Linked DNA regions of Mus musculus: region 2 is linked to region 1. A link is a contact called in public Hi-C data. All regions are on one chromosome and are shown on one strand. Each heading gives the region's core, a stretch centred on a gene start, on an enhancer-like site or on the middle of the called end of the contact. The rest is flanking DNA. Distances are from core to core; before and after follow the strand shown. Region 1 overlaps Pak7 (p21 (RAC1) activated kinase 7). Region 2 has its middle 22 kb from the start of Gm46767.

The links. A called contact is a pair of places that touch in the nucleus more often than the background predicts.
Region 2: a Hi-C map of stem cell-derived neural stem cells shows a contact between it and region 1, with 4 times the contacts expected there. The contact joins two enhancer-like sites. A contact is called at or near these places in 4 of 484 Hi-C or Micro-C datasets (the 3T3-L1 cell line, cerebellar granule neurons, nephron progenitors and 1 more) and 1 of 115 datasets of contacts at active chromatin or transcription factors (embryonic basal ganglia).

The regions. Positions count from the first base shown.
Region 1 is chr2:136,145,977-136,153,042 of GRCm38.p6, reverse strand. The region is part of intron 3 of Pak7 (p21 (RAC1) activated kinase 7); the gene reads left to right. All of the region lies in intron 3 of Gm14218 (a long non-coding RNA gene), which reads right to left. Among named protein-coding and RNA genes, the nearest start is that of Gm14218, 12 kb to the right of the region's middle. Within about 2 kb of position 3,347, at least 10 of the 459 cell types and tissues checked have an H3K27ac peak or open chromatin away from gene starts, as enhancers often do. A contact at or near this core is called in stem cell-derived neural stem cells, where this site is marked.
Region 2 is chr2:136,851,432-136,858,497 of GRCm38.p6, reverse strand. No RefSeq gene overlaps it. Among named protein-coding and RNA genes, the nearest start is that of Gm46767, 22 kb to the right of the region's middle. Within about 2 kb of position 3,772, at least 29 of the 459 cell types and tissues checked have an H3K27ac peak or open chromatin away from gene starts, as enhancers often do. A contact at or near this core is called in stem cell-derived neural stem cells, where this site is marked.

The sequences.
Region 1 (7,066 bases), core at 2,098-4,597:
ACGGTGGCCACATATTTTCAATGACCCCAACAAAGCTCGTATAGGAATTGAATCCACTTTGAGGGAATGCTATTGAGACTCTCCTAGCAAGAAGATCACTAACAGTTTCATCTGGGGGAGGAGAGAGAGAGAGAGAGAGAGAGAGAGAGAGAGAGAGAGAGAGAGAGAGAGGGGAAGACAGGGGGAAGGGAAGGGAGAGGGACAGGGAGAGGGAGAGAAACTTCAAATATACCATGCTTGGCATTTCACTATATCAACAGAAAACTGTCCAAGACAATGAGACAATGGCCAGGAGCTGTGGCCCACAAAGACTCAACCAGTAGGAAAAGGGAGTGGAAATCTGCCAGCAGTGTTCCCTGCAGGACTCCACGTCATTAAAGCTTCAAGGTTTTAGATAACAGTACCATTAATATTTTCTGACTTCTTCCTTTCCTGGAAGTAGGTAAGAAAGAGTTCCTATTCTTAGAGAGGGGTGTAGAACAGAGCAGAGTGGAGACAAAGACAGTTTCTTCCAGTCTAGTCTCATCGTGTAGGTGTTCCATTGTGTAGGTGTGCCATTGTGTAGGTGTGCCATTGTGTAGGTGTTCCATTGTATAGGTGTGCCATTGTGTAGGTGTGCCATTGTGTAGGTGTGCCATTGTGTAGGTGTTCCATTGTGTAGGTGTGCCATTGTGTAGGTGTGCCATTGTGTTGTTTAGATAATAGCCCACTGACATCCTTATTTCCTGAACGTATGGAAGAAATATGGGACATATGGAAAATAAGGAATTTTTCCAGGCTATGTGGTTCTTTTAAGCTTGTTTGGCTGTTTTGTTTTTATTTCTGGTGTTTCAAGATCATTCCTGTCCTGAATTCAATAAAGTTTTTAAGGTACACACTCAAGTTCTCAGCACAGAGAATTTAATATCAATTATTTCTGAAATCATGTTCCCACCCACTCACCAGTTCTTCCCTTCTCTGCACCTCTGTCTTGTCTATGCAGGCACTCCCATCCTTTGTGGGTTTTTGTTTTGTTTTGTTTTGTTTTGTTTTGTTTTGTTTTGCTTTGCTTTTGCAGATTCTGAACTATCTTTTTTAGTTCTCAGGTTCTAAGTCTCATCCCAGCCTACTCTTCATCCTTCCTCCTAAACTATCCCCCAAAGTGCCCAGGTCCCAGCTCTCTTCACACTGACCAATCATCAGAGAGGCTCTGGCTGCTTTTTGTACAAAGCTGTTGTGTGACTCTCATGTTCCAATCTTTGGAGAGTACAGGTTTAATTTGTCCCTAGGCCTTTGTTTATTCTCTCTCTTGCTAGTTTCATTTAGTTGGGATAAAACATATACAGCACAGATACATTTCCATCAGCAATGAACTTTTTATCATCTGCTCATAACACACAAATGGATATGGGGTTAGCAGTGCAAGCTAAAGCTGTGTAAACATGCTCTATTTGCACAGTGGGAATCGCCTAGCGATTCTCACACTGCTACTAATGCTTAAGTCTATCTCTTTTCTCCATCTGAGATGTGGTTGTCCCACTGTGAGAGGGTGACAGACTGGAATCCATGCCTAGGAAGTAGTGGGCTAACAAAGACAGACAGCTTGTTGCCCCTTGAGACACAAAGGAAGCTCCGTTCCTGCTACTATCCCTGAGCATCAAGGACAAAGACACTTTTCAGTCTTGTCTTAGCTCTGTACAGACAGAAAAACAATGATGCCTGAATCCGTTTCACAGGTCTTCATGTTGCTCTCAAAGAAGCTTATCTATGCGGATCTTTGCACAAATGGAGCACAGACAGGTTCCCAGACTTATCTGTGCTCAGATGTCTCTCAAGCCAGACCTTACCAATGTCTAACTCTCCAGGGCCTAGGAGGCCATTTGATCTTGATCAAGAGAGGTAGTTCTGACTGAACATGAAGAAGTGCACCATGCTTGACTTATAATGATCCCAGAATCCTTTCTGCCTTCAACAGCCTTTCTGGAGAGGCTTGAATTCAAATTTCCATTTTTGTATTTCAGGTCACGTTGTTTCGACACACGGCTGCTGTGTCCTGAGATCAGCGCTACGTGCTAGGGACACAGCAGTGAATGAGTCAGATGTGAGCTCTTCCTTACTGAACCATTCATCCCAGAGGGGAAGGGCTCAAGGGAGTGATCACAATTACACATACAGAGTACGGAGAGGAGAAAGGGAAGTAGCAAGGATGGAAATAGCCTGCTCCATCCTCATCCTCTCTACCCACCTCCTGCCACGTTATTCAAACTCTGAAGGCATCACTTTTATCTTGGGACACTGTCTAATGGGTGCTTCAGAGGGAAGGTGACCACAAGGATAAATAATCCAGAACTTAGGCAGTTTCATGAATGGCTGAGAACAGTGGTGATCTGTCAAAGACTCAGGAGTAGAAAGTTATGTAGGACAGCTGTCTTCTAATGCTGAAAGACTTCCCCTTGGGAGCAAACTTCAGCACCATCTAGAAATCCCCTGTGAGTTCAAACAACAAGAGCCAAGTAGAGAAATCACAGAGATTCGGCGTCATGCTCACCAGAGCAGAGTTGGATACAGTGTGTGCTTTCTAGTATCTACCCAAGAATGCAGAGAGCACCAGCCATCAGGAACAACCAAGTACTGGCCCAGCTGCTCACATCAGAATCAACACAGCAAACAGGGAGGGAGAAGAAGTCAAGAAGAGAGAGGAGTCGACAAAGTTTTCAAGATTTGGTGTCAGAGAGGATGAGCCACTCGTAAGGAAGCTGGCTAGAACAAGGCCGGGGCTTAGCAACTATCAGCTGTCTCCTCCAACTGAAAACAAAAGAGAGTGATCGGATCCCTTTTCGGTTTTTCTTTCCCAAATCCTAGATGGTACTTAACATTCCTAGGCTTGAACATCACCATGCTTTTGTGCGGTTTGTTTGTCTGTTTGTTTGTTTTTACTCTAAAGCTCTTTGCTTCTATTTGCTCTAGTCCATTAAATACTAGAGCAACACCCAGGAACAGACTATGAGAGGACACACCTTCCATCTTCTGAATCTCCTCTTGGAACCCCCGCCCTGAAACACTGCTATGTTCACTCTCTAAGTTTCCCTTTAACCAGCTGGTTATTCTACTTACGGACCTTGCTGTCAGGCAACAGGCACTCCATAAATAATGTCTGAACTAAAGTCCGGAGCCAGGGTACCTTGCTATACGTTCACCTCAGCAATAACACTGGGTAGAGGTTCTTAGCAGAGAAAGGCACAAGCCACATAAAGTAGAGTCATGCATTTCAATTTGATTAACAATTTTAGCACAATAACATTAGAGAGGTGTCCTCTGACCTATCGAGTTCCTAAATGTTGTGAATTCCTTAAACTATGCCGCCCTCTTCTGGTGTAAGTGTCCCATTACAAGCCTACTCATCTGTTTGTAAATTCAGTTTAGATAATCTCTTCTTGTATATTCAATCTTTTCTCCTATTGCATTTCTACAACTTAAGGATATAGATTTAACATTTAAACATCCCTTTAATGCTTGATAATACAACTTTTATTTATTTATTTATTTTTCCTTTTTTTGTTTTCCATAGTTTAGTATTAATAATAATCATGGTCATGCTGACATTTTGAATGCTTGGATTCCTGTATTGTCTCTAAAACTGAATAATTTTCTTGGCTTTCAGTTAAGGGCAAGTGTTCCTGTTTCTGATGCACATTGAAAAGCTCGCAGGGAATAATAAAGTTATAAGCAGGAATAATCGCTTAACACAGTTTTCCCGGGTCTCATCCTCAGCTCTGTGTCTATGAAAATCTCTGTGCTCAAAGGCATCAAAGGAAACTGAGATGCCATCTAGTGCTTGGGAAAGAAAAGGTGCTCAACTCTGTTCGTTGCAGGCTAGATTTCTCAAACCTATGCAAAGGTGCCACCTAGTGGCCGAGAACAGCATCACAGCTTTGCACCTAGCTGCTTTGGGAAGCGGGGTGACATTGTTAGCACCTGTATGCTGTCATTTGGGGTATGGATACATTGTGGCTTTAATTTGTCAATGCTTCCACTTACAAATTAAGAGGAATTTGCATTTTAATTAGCAAAACTGATCCCATACTGAGATAAACAAATGTTATCCTCTCAACTCTGAGTAATTAGACAGCTTTCCCTTCTGAGTTATAATTTAACCTTTTCCACACTCTGTTGTGCCTCTCAGCCCTTTTGTTCCTGAATCACACATAAATTAAATTTCCTGTAAGAAAGTCTGTTTTGGAAAAAATCACATGTAGATGCTGTGACAGATATTCTGACAGAACCCCCAGTTAACAGCCTCTATCTAGTGCCTGCCACCATGATAGTGAACATCTGGAATATACAGTCACTTATTGTGACCACAGACTCAACCAACCGCTAATTTCACAGGCAACTTCCCAGAAGATGTTCTTGCCAAATTCCTGGCCTCCACAATACGGAACAAAAACACCTGTGGCTTTGCAGTGGTGGTGACTAGAGCATCCGTTCTTAGTCTCCTGCTTACTCCTCCAGCAAGGGGGCAACTCCACAAAATGTGATACAGTGGCCTAATGCAGTCATCTTTCTTGGTAGAGAGAAAAAAATGCCTTAATATAGTTTGCTGGTGGTGGATTGGTTTATTTGCGTTTCGGTTTTTTGTTTGTTTTGTTTTGTTTTGTTTTGTTTCGTTTTTGTAGACCAATTTCTGGATCAGAGAAAATTTAGAAGGTACAGAGGATCCACAGATACTACCACCCCCAGCCCCAAACATGCACAGCCTCTCAATGCCAAAAGCCTCACCAGACTGATGCAGTCTTGTGACTGAGGGACTCTCACTGATGCAAGAACACCAGCCACCGTCCACAGGTGACACTGAGGGAATGCTCTTGGCATGCACATTGCACATGACTGCCAACAGAGACTTAAATCTACGGTTGGGTGGCATGGGGCAGTGTTACTGCCCTGAGCATCCCTGTGCTCCAGCTACCCATGCCTTCCTCCTGTTAATCCTGGAAATCATGAGTCTTTTTACTCTCTGCATAGCTTTACCTTTTACAAATTGTTATAGGTTTGCTCTCTCTCTATCACATATGATAATGATTCTCTACCTTCCTGATGCTGCAGCCCTTTAACACAGTCCCTCATGTTGGGGTGACCCCAACCATAAAGTTATTTCATTGCAACTTCAAAACTAATTTTGACACTGTTATGAATTGTAACATAAATATCTGATATGCAGAACGTCTGATATGCGACCCCCAAAGGGGTCACAACCCACAGGTTGAGAACTGTTGTTTATAATCTACTATATATTCACCTAAGTACATGGATTTTTTGCTGGAATTTTGATCTGAATTAAGCTACATCTGTAGATCAAGTTGAAGTAAGAACATTATGTCATCTGATCCATGATCATGGAATATTTATTTGTTTACTCAATTCCTTTTTATATTTTCGTTAACATTTTGTACTTTGGAGCACACAGATCTTGTCTGTGTTTGTTAGATTTATACCTGTAAATTGCAATGAAGATGCTAATCAGAATGGTATTTTTTTTTTAATTCTGAGCTTCACTTATCCATCAATGATACACAGGAACCAACTGATGTTTTATATAAGAAATAATGCGATTTCTTTATTCACTTTAGTCTGTTTAATATTTCCTTTCTATTAATTTTTGGTTGCCATACAGAGTACTAGGTCTGATCATGACATCTTCTTACATAGGCCCTTATGCTTTCTTCTGGTTCACCCTCTTCCCTTTCTGTCCTCCCCCCCCCCCCCCCGTTGTTTCTTCTGTTCTACCAGGCTCCTCTTCTTCCCTCATCAGTCCTCCCTGTTTTCCTATTGCATGTATACCATCCCTCCCTCATTTCCCACTTCCTTTGAGGTCTCTTCCTCTTCTCTCATTACCCCCGTTCTGGGCTTTTGATGTATAAATAAACTTATATAATCACACATAACATACATACCTATCCCCACGCTGCAAAAAGTTTATTATTATATAGTTTAGAATTGTAAACTCTGACTCTTTTTAACTACTTGTCATTGCAGAATTTGGTTAATACTTTCTAATTTTGTACATAACTGATCATGCCCTCTTATTTTAAAAAAAAAAAAGAACATCATTCATTCTTTCTTCCGATCTGTAGCCTTCCTCAGCCTTGTTCTATAAAGTCTTATCAACTGTAACTTCTAGTACAATCTTGAAAGGAATGGTGAGACAGATCACTGTTTCCTTCTATTTTGCCACATCAGAGAAGCTTCTGGAACCAAATGCAGAATCAGTGATCGATTCTTACAACCGCTCTTCATCTAGTCCGGGAAGTTCTCTTCAATTTCTTTACTGTTGATGTGATCATGAGACTTTCCTCTGTAGCCTGTTGTATGAACAGCAGTGTGATGTGGGATTGTTATTGCATAGCCAGGATAAATCTTACCGCTTTGTGGTGTATTGTTATGTTTTAGATTGCTAAATTTGTTTTCAAATGAGGATATTTAGAGCTGTGTTCATGAGACAGGTTTATCTATAGATTAATTTTCTTGTGATAGAGAGTGCTGTGTTAGCCTTAAATTTTGGTAGAAGTCACCACTGAACTCAATTGTGTGTGTGTGTGTGAATGTGTGTGTGTGTGTGTGTGTGTGTGTTCTTATACATGTGATCCAGAGGTAGATACAAGTATCTTTGAGTTTGTTGAAATCCACAGCATGTGCAATGACAGGAGCAGCCCCTAGTAGAGTGTGTAGGCTGCACCTGATAACACAGGTTCATCAGCCCCCAAACTCCACCAGTCTGGTAGGCACCTGACTGATAGTGCAGGAGGCAGCTCATGTGTGGGGACACAGGACATTTCTTTACCTTTTAGATTTGCTGTGAAGACAAAATTGCTATACAAAAATAAACTACACTAAAGAGTATTACCCCCACACACACACCAAAAAGATGACTGATCGCATTTGGCTAGTAAGCCATAATTTGTTCAGTCTCAGCTTAGATCAGGTGTTTGTTGAAGGAATAAATGAAAGAATAGAAATATATGTTCTAAAAGAAATATATGTTCTAGATGTATGCACCATGTGGAGATGAGCAATCGAAGATAGATGTCTT
Region 2 (7,066 bases), core at 2,523-5,022, 710 kb before region 1:
TCATAGTGCCTCACAACTGTAACTATAGCCCTAGGGGAATCTGCTCGCTTTTTATGGCCTCAGATGGCTCTGCACACATGTGGCATACACATACACATAAAATAAGTAAGTTAACAAAATAATCTGTTTATAAATCGGTTTGTAAGCATGGCAGTCTAGGTAAATAACAGTAATAAGATCACCCATCAAATGATCTCTCCACCCATGAGTTTTTGATTGGGATTAAGATAGCATGCACAGCATCATACATCCTGTGGAGGAGACTTCAAAGCCAGACTTTCTGTCATTATAGTCATGCAACTATTGTATCAGTGGGCACATCTTCCTGGTAGTTTGGTATAGTTTCTAGGGTTCACAGTTGGATAAGACTACTTGCTGCCGCCAGAAAGGATTCTCTTAGAACCACTGCTTTGGGGTTCCCCACCTGACCTGGCCAGTATTTAACTCCTGTCCTTATCAGAAGCAGGGTAGAACCCCAGTGGATCTGGAGGGAGCCCTTTCTCCGCTGGCAGGCTGCATGGTACTTTCTGGCATTATGAAAACTAGACAGCAGGAAGGGAGCTTCCATATGCATTTGTTGCCAAGTATAATATTTTTAAAAATCTGTAATTTAGAGGTTATTTTTTTAAAAAGAAAATTTCTATTCCTCACCACATAGTAGAATCATCTGGTATCTTTAAGAATTCATATATAGGAGCCCTCTGAACACTCAGCTCTCTAAAGAGAAAACACAGTAATCATTTTTTAACCAATATGTGATTAACACAGAAAGTGATTAGCCTGGAATTTTATTTAATTACCATATCTTTTCTATGCACCATGCTCTGTTTACCTATGCTTGAAGCTCATAGTCTTGAAAGTTCAAGTAAATTAACACATGAGTTCTTGTTTAGAAAAGCCTTATTCTATTCCCTCTCCCATCTTGCTATGTAGCCAAACTGGCCTTAACCTTGCTTGTTATAACAGATATAACACAGGTTTTTTTGTTGTTGTTGTTTTGTTTTTGTTTTGTTTTGTTTTTGTTTTTTGTTTGTTTGTTTGTTTGTTTTGAGACAGGGTTTCTCTGTATAGCCCTGGCTGTCCTGGAACTCACTTTGCAGACCAGGCTGGCCTCGAACTCAGAGATCCACCTGCCTCTGCTTCCCCAGTGCTGGGATTAAAGGCGTGCGCCACCACGCCCGGCTTATTGTTTTGTTTTTAATTGCTGTACACAGGGGACTTTAAATGATAAGCAGTTAGGTTCCGTTTGGACAATTGTTCTAAAAGTTTCAGTCATTTAAGAGAAGCACATCAAAGGTAAAACTCATGCACAGTTGGCTGTGGAGTCAGGAAGTGTTGATGCCCCTGATGCTGGACTTACAGGCTATAAGCTGCCCAACATGGATGCTGAACATCCTATTGTGCAAGAACAGTATGTCTTCTTATGTATCTGTTGCGCCTTCTCTCCTGCTGTGAGAACTGGCTTCTTATCACAGGTTTCTGACACACCAGTGTTGGTATACCAGAAATTTGCCAATTTGCCATAAAGAGCTGAGGAAGTATATCACTGGAACGAAAGCCTTGGGTTGGATCCCAGCACTGAACAGAAACGTGCCATGATGGATCTCTTTTCCTCCAGATCCACTGGGGTTCTACCCTGCTTCTGATAAGGACAGGAGTTGAATAATGGCCAGGTCAGGTGGGGAACCCCAAAGCAGTGGTTCTAAGAGAATCCTTTCTGGTGGCAGCAATACTAGGAAAGAGAGCTTTGTTGTCTGTTTCTTCATTATCTCCTAAATAAAGCTCCTGTGCCCAGTGTCGAGTGATACAGTGAGGAGACACCTGGATACTTTGGAGGCAACTGAATTGACTATACCTCACCCCAGTTGCTGCTGTAAGTCTTTTAAAAGCCCCTGCACTAACAAGTGATGGAATCCTGTTTCCTAATACCCCACTTGTATTCTGAGTCTCTTCTATCCCCTTCTTCTCCCTATCCCCCCAACTAAGCTCCTTTCTATTAGCATGTGATAAACTTTCTTCTAAGATTCCCTCTTTGTAGTCCATGGATCTTATTCTTCAAATTCAAGGGACAAGAATCCAGAAGCTACTGGTTCGCGTGGCTTCAGTGGCTGTCAAATCTCCTAGGATCCCAGCTCCCTTTTCATCTCAAGGACACCCCAGGTTTCCTATATGATTTGCTCTCTTGTATGTTCTCCGTTGTCTACATCGTGTGACCTGTAAAGGGAAGTGATCTCTAGGCAGCTGGGAATTGATTACTAGGTTGGTACTCTGAATGTTAGTTCTTATCTCTAGGTCAGTCTAGAACAAAACGTCTGTGTTTAACTTTTGTGACTCTTACTAGTGGATGGAGGTTGGGGAGGCTTCATAGGGTAGACTGAAGCCTTGGCTTTCAGTTTTCAGAGTCTCATCATCACCAGAGAGAGTTCAGAGATGAAGCAAAGCAAGGAACAGGCAGGGAATTTGTTAAAGGGCAAAGTGCACACTCACAGATGAGTATGGACTGGCTCCTCAGGAGAGACAGAGCTGAGAATCCCGCTATCTTATTTTATGAGCCAACTCTAATGGAGGGAAGGGTTGTTCCGGAGTTATGGTGGGGTCAGGATGGATTAGAAGGTTTGGAGATTTCAAGACTAGGATTTGCCCCATGTTTCTGTCTTTAGATGGGATTTCTGCAAGTGGCCTGGCATCAGATGAGTGAGGGGAACAGGCCATTTGCCAAGTCTAATGATATAAGCAGAGATACCATAGTAAAGGAGCAAAGGTCAGTTAGGGGTCACTTGTCTTTGCCATTTTGGTCCCAGCTGGTGTTGAGTGTTCCTATGGCTTTATTGTTTAAATTGTGGCATGATGACCTGTGGCAACACGACCCAGCCATTACCCTAGGATCTAAACCACCCGTTTTCCTATTTTTCCCCCCTGTGCTTGTCTGGCATACCTCATTATACCATCAGAATGCTGCTTAAATTTAACCCAGATTCTTCCAGCAGCTGAACAAATTCATCTCTACCCTTGAAGAAGAATTGTTGATTACAGCCCCATGGTCCCAGGTGTGCTTTGGAAGTGAAAATTCTGGATTGTCATTTGGTAATGAAGCCCGTGCATCGCATATCACATTCCAAGTCCAGGGGAGACCTAAAACCGCAATTGATAGCAAATGCATTTAAATCAAAACAGTGAGACACGCACACACAAAAATTCTCAGTAAGTGAGATAAATAGCCATTGTATGCAGTCTGATAGCCTTGGCATTGCAGTTAAGAGAAACATTGTTTTCAGCGCTGTCTCTATTTGGGCAGCTTGAGTGGGAGACTGCGAATTCCAACAGGGAAGTGAGAGTTCCTGTTAACAAAAGAGAAGGAGCATGGATTGCAAAGCTAAACAGAAACAAATGAACAACAGCAGCAGGAACATGCTGGAAAGGCTCCTTTAATGGGTTTCTTCCCACAAGCAAGCTGGATTTCCATGCAGATTGCCTACCACCTGGGGGTCAGTCTCAGAGCCCCAACCTGGAGACTTTGCAATAAGAAAAACTGATTTAGGTGGTGGAGGTCTGGGGAGAGGTGGAACTTGGGAGCTAATAAAGAGCTTTGGGAGCACACAGAAATGGCATCTTGTGTGTGAGCTAATTATTTTCATGGCTGATTCTTCCCCACCTCCCACCCCCCAAGTAGCTCACAGCTGGCTCCTTTTTATTTTTCCCATTATAGTAGTGCATCTGCATGGATGAATGAACCATGGGTGGTTCAGGAGGCTTTGGACAACCCTCAGATAGACCTATTGTTCTCCTAGCCTCTTAGCAACCCCCTGACATGGCCTGAGCTCTTTTCATTATGCATCCCGAAACATGGGTCCTTCTGTGTCCTGACTGCTTTTCTTTCAAAGGAAAGGAAGGAATCTCTTGAGTCTGCTGATTATTTAGCTGGCCTTTTGCTCAAGGATCACAAGAGCTTCAGCTTCGTGAAAAGAAGGTGGGAGCCAGGAGGCAGTAACCCTTTTTATAAGAAACACATGCAGCTTTTTTCTCCACCTATTCCTGAGAATTTTTCTTTTGGCATTAGCCTTTAAATATTGAATAGAAGCTGTGATATGATAGATCAAAGCCAGGTTAAATATTCAAAAGCAAGTCACTTCTTCTTCAGATATTTTAGCTGAATAGAAACATAAACCCCTTCGGAAATCTAGTCACTCTTAAAAATTGCATGGCCTGCAATTTTTAAGTGGGGGGCAGGTGAGCTAGTTTATTGGGGGAAAGCAAATGCTTGTCATCCAAGCCTGATGGCCAGACATGGATTGTCAGAACCCCGGGATGGAAGGAAAAAATAACTCCCACAGATTGGTTGTCTTCAGTTCTCCATATGTATGTCTTGTCATGTGTCCATTAACATATGTGTGCATGCACACACACACACACACACACACACACACTACACACAGATACTTGCACACAATACATAGAATAGGGTAAAATAAATTTTAAATAAAAAAATAATGAAATGGCAAACATTCTTTACCATGTAAACTTATCTACATTATGATAATTAGGTAAATTTTATCTATATATATCATGCAGACACAGACGTACATGTACCACAAAAGAACTGATAAATGACTGACATTGTAAGAAATACATATTCGGTCACTGCCTGATGTTCAAGAATTGGCTTCTAACGCTTTTGTCATTTCCTAGTAAAAGGAAAGGGCTGGGGGGTAGGAGGAGGCTGAAAAGAGAATCTTTTGTTATAGGATTTGGTTTTATTCCCAGGTTCCTAATACAAGAGTTTCTAAGTCTTTTGAAATCTTTGGAATAAGGAAGCATTTCTATTTGCCTGCTCAAGGGATGACTGATGTCTGGGAGCCCCTGCATGGTTGGGGTTCAGTGGGGAGGGGGGCGGTGCCTAAGGAACCAACCTTGTGATTAGGCACAACTTTCAGCTCCACTTTGAGACCTCCAAGGAGTTCCTGATGATTTAACTAATCTTTCCAACATAACAGAAACTTCATAAAAATCCTAAATGATGCGGTTCAAAGTTTCTGAGTTGGGAAATGCATGGATGCCCTGGGAGTTGGCATGCCCAGAAGGGAATGGAAACTCCATACTCAACCTGCACCTTGCTCTTCACCCACCTGCTTCTATGGATCATGAGCAATATCATTCACAATAAATTAAGAAGCCTATGTTTCCTGGGCCATGAACACCATTTTAACAACAGAGATTCTGAAGAAGGGATTGTGGGAACCTCTCAACTATAGCCAGTTGGTTCAGAAGTGCAGGTATCAAGCTGGACTTAAGTGAGAGGTAGTCTTGGGGACCTTATATCTGATCCTGTGGGGTCTGTGTTGACTCTGTATAGAGTCACAGTTGCACAGTTGGATATTCAGTGGATGTGTATAAAGAAATGAAGGCTTGCTGATATGTGAAATCTGAAAATTTACTGTCAGAATTGTAGTGAGAATTTAGAAGGCCAAGCCCAGTGGTGACCTGTACCAGCAGTTCTAGTACAGGAGGCTAAGGCAGGAGGAAGAGGAGTCCTAGGAGCTGGACTATGTAGCCACTTGGCAGAGAAGGTAAAGAAAGAAACGTTTCCTGTTTTTATTTTTTTCTATTTTCACGACTTATCACAAATGTTACATATTCTGTAAGCCTAGATGAAGGAACAGAACCTAGCCAGCACCTTGGAAGCCTTTTGTATGACCACCCCAAGAGTGGCTACCATCTTAAATGAAAACCATGGGTAAACTATTTATTTGTCTTTAGTTTCACTCTTTGGTTATGCGTCTTTCCTTAACATTATATATGTGAGCTCATTCTACAGTTGTCTAAGTTGAAGTTCAGCTGGGTTTTTTTTTATTATTATTACTTTTCTCTGCTGGGTGAAATGCCACTTAAACATTGTGCACTATATCAAAGGGAAAAAATTGCAACAATTTTATTTAAGGATCTTAACTGAACTTCTTTTCAATTCTAGAGCTAGAAAGCATTTCGTTTCATAAAATATGATGAGCGTTCCAATGGGCCAAGCAGAAGAGGGTGTCTTACCAAGAAAAACCTGAATAAGCTCTCTAGCTCCACATTAAAAATGAGTAATTTTTGAGGCTGCACAGTTGACACGTGCATTGTTAATTCCTGCTTGCTTTGTTATAATAAACTCACTCTCTGCTGTGTGGGCTTTGATCACAGTTGCCTAGATTCATTTTCAAGGCCCTGGAGGATGGGTTTTCTGAAGAAATTTCCCTCTTGAGTCTGCCTATAGATGTCTAATAGGCAGACAGGAATAAGATGAAAAGCTTTTACATCTGTCTTCATGCTATTTCTGCTTCTGAACTGGCTAGTTTTTTTGTCAACTTGACATAGGATAGAGTCACCTGGGAAAAGGGAATCGCAATTAATTAAATGACCCCATATCATAAGATTGTCCTCTAAGTAAGCCCGTAGTGCATTTTATTGAGTAATGACTAATGATTGGTATGGGAGGGCCCAGACCATTCTGGGAGGGGCTACCCCTAAGCAGGTGGCACTGGCTAGTGTAAGACAGCAGGCTGAGCAAGTCAGGAAGAACAAGCCAGTAAACAGCAAGTCTCCATGGTTAATATTTCAGTTCCTGCCTCTTAGGTCCTGACCTGCCTTGAGTTCCTGCCCTCAAATGATAGATTATGGTCATGACATGTAGACCAAATAAATCCTTTCCTTTCTAAGTCAATTTTGGTCATGGTGTTTTATTACAGCAATAGAGACCCTAACTAATGCAGCCTTCTTTGCCATCTTAACCTTTTGTCTAAAGACACATAACACCCATTATGAGCAGAAACACCAGACTTTAAAAAGAGCAACAACAGGGACCAGTGAGATGACTTAGCCATTACAGGCACTTGCTGCCAAGCCTGATAACTTGAGTTTTCCTGAATCCCACACTGCAAAAGGTGTGGACCAATTTTCTACACATTGTCCTCTGACTTCCATAAATATATGACAGCAAAAAAGAAGCAAAGGAAGAGTGGTATTGTAGAGCTCTCGTGGACAGCTAGAGTTATAGGTTCTAAGTGATTTTATCAAAGAATTGAGAAAATAT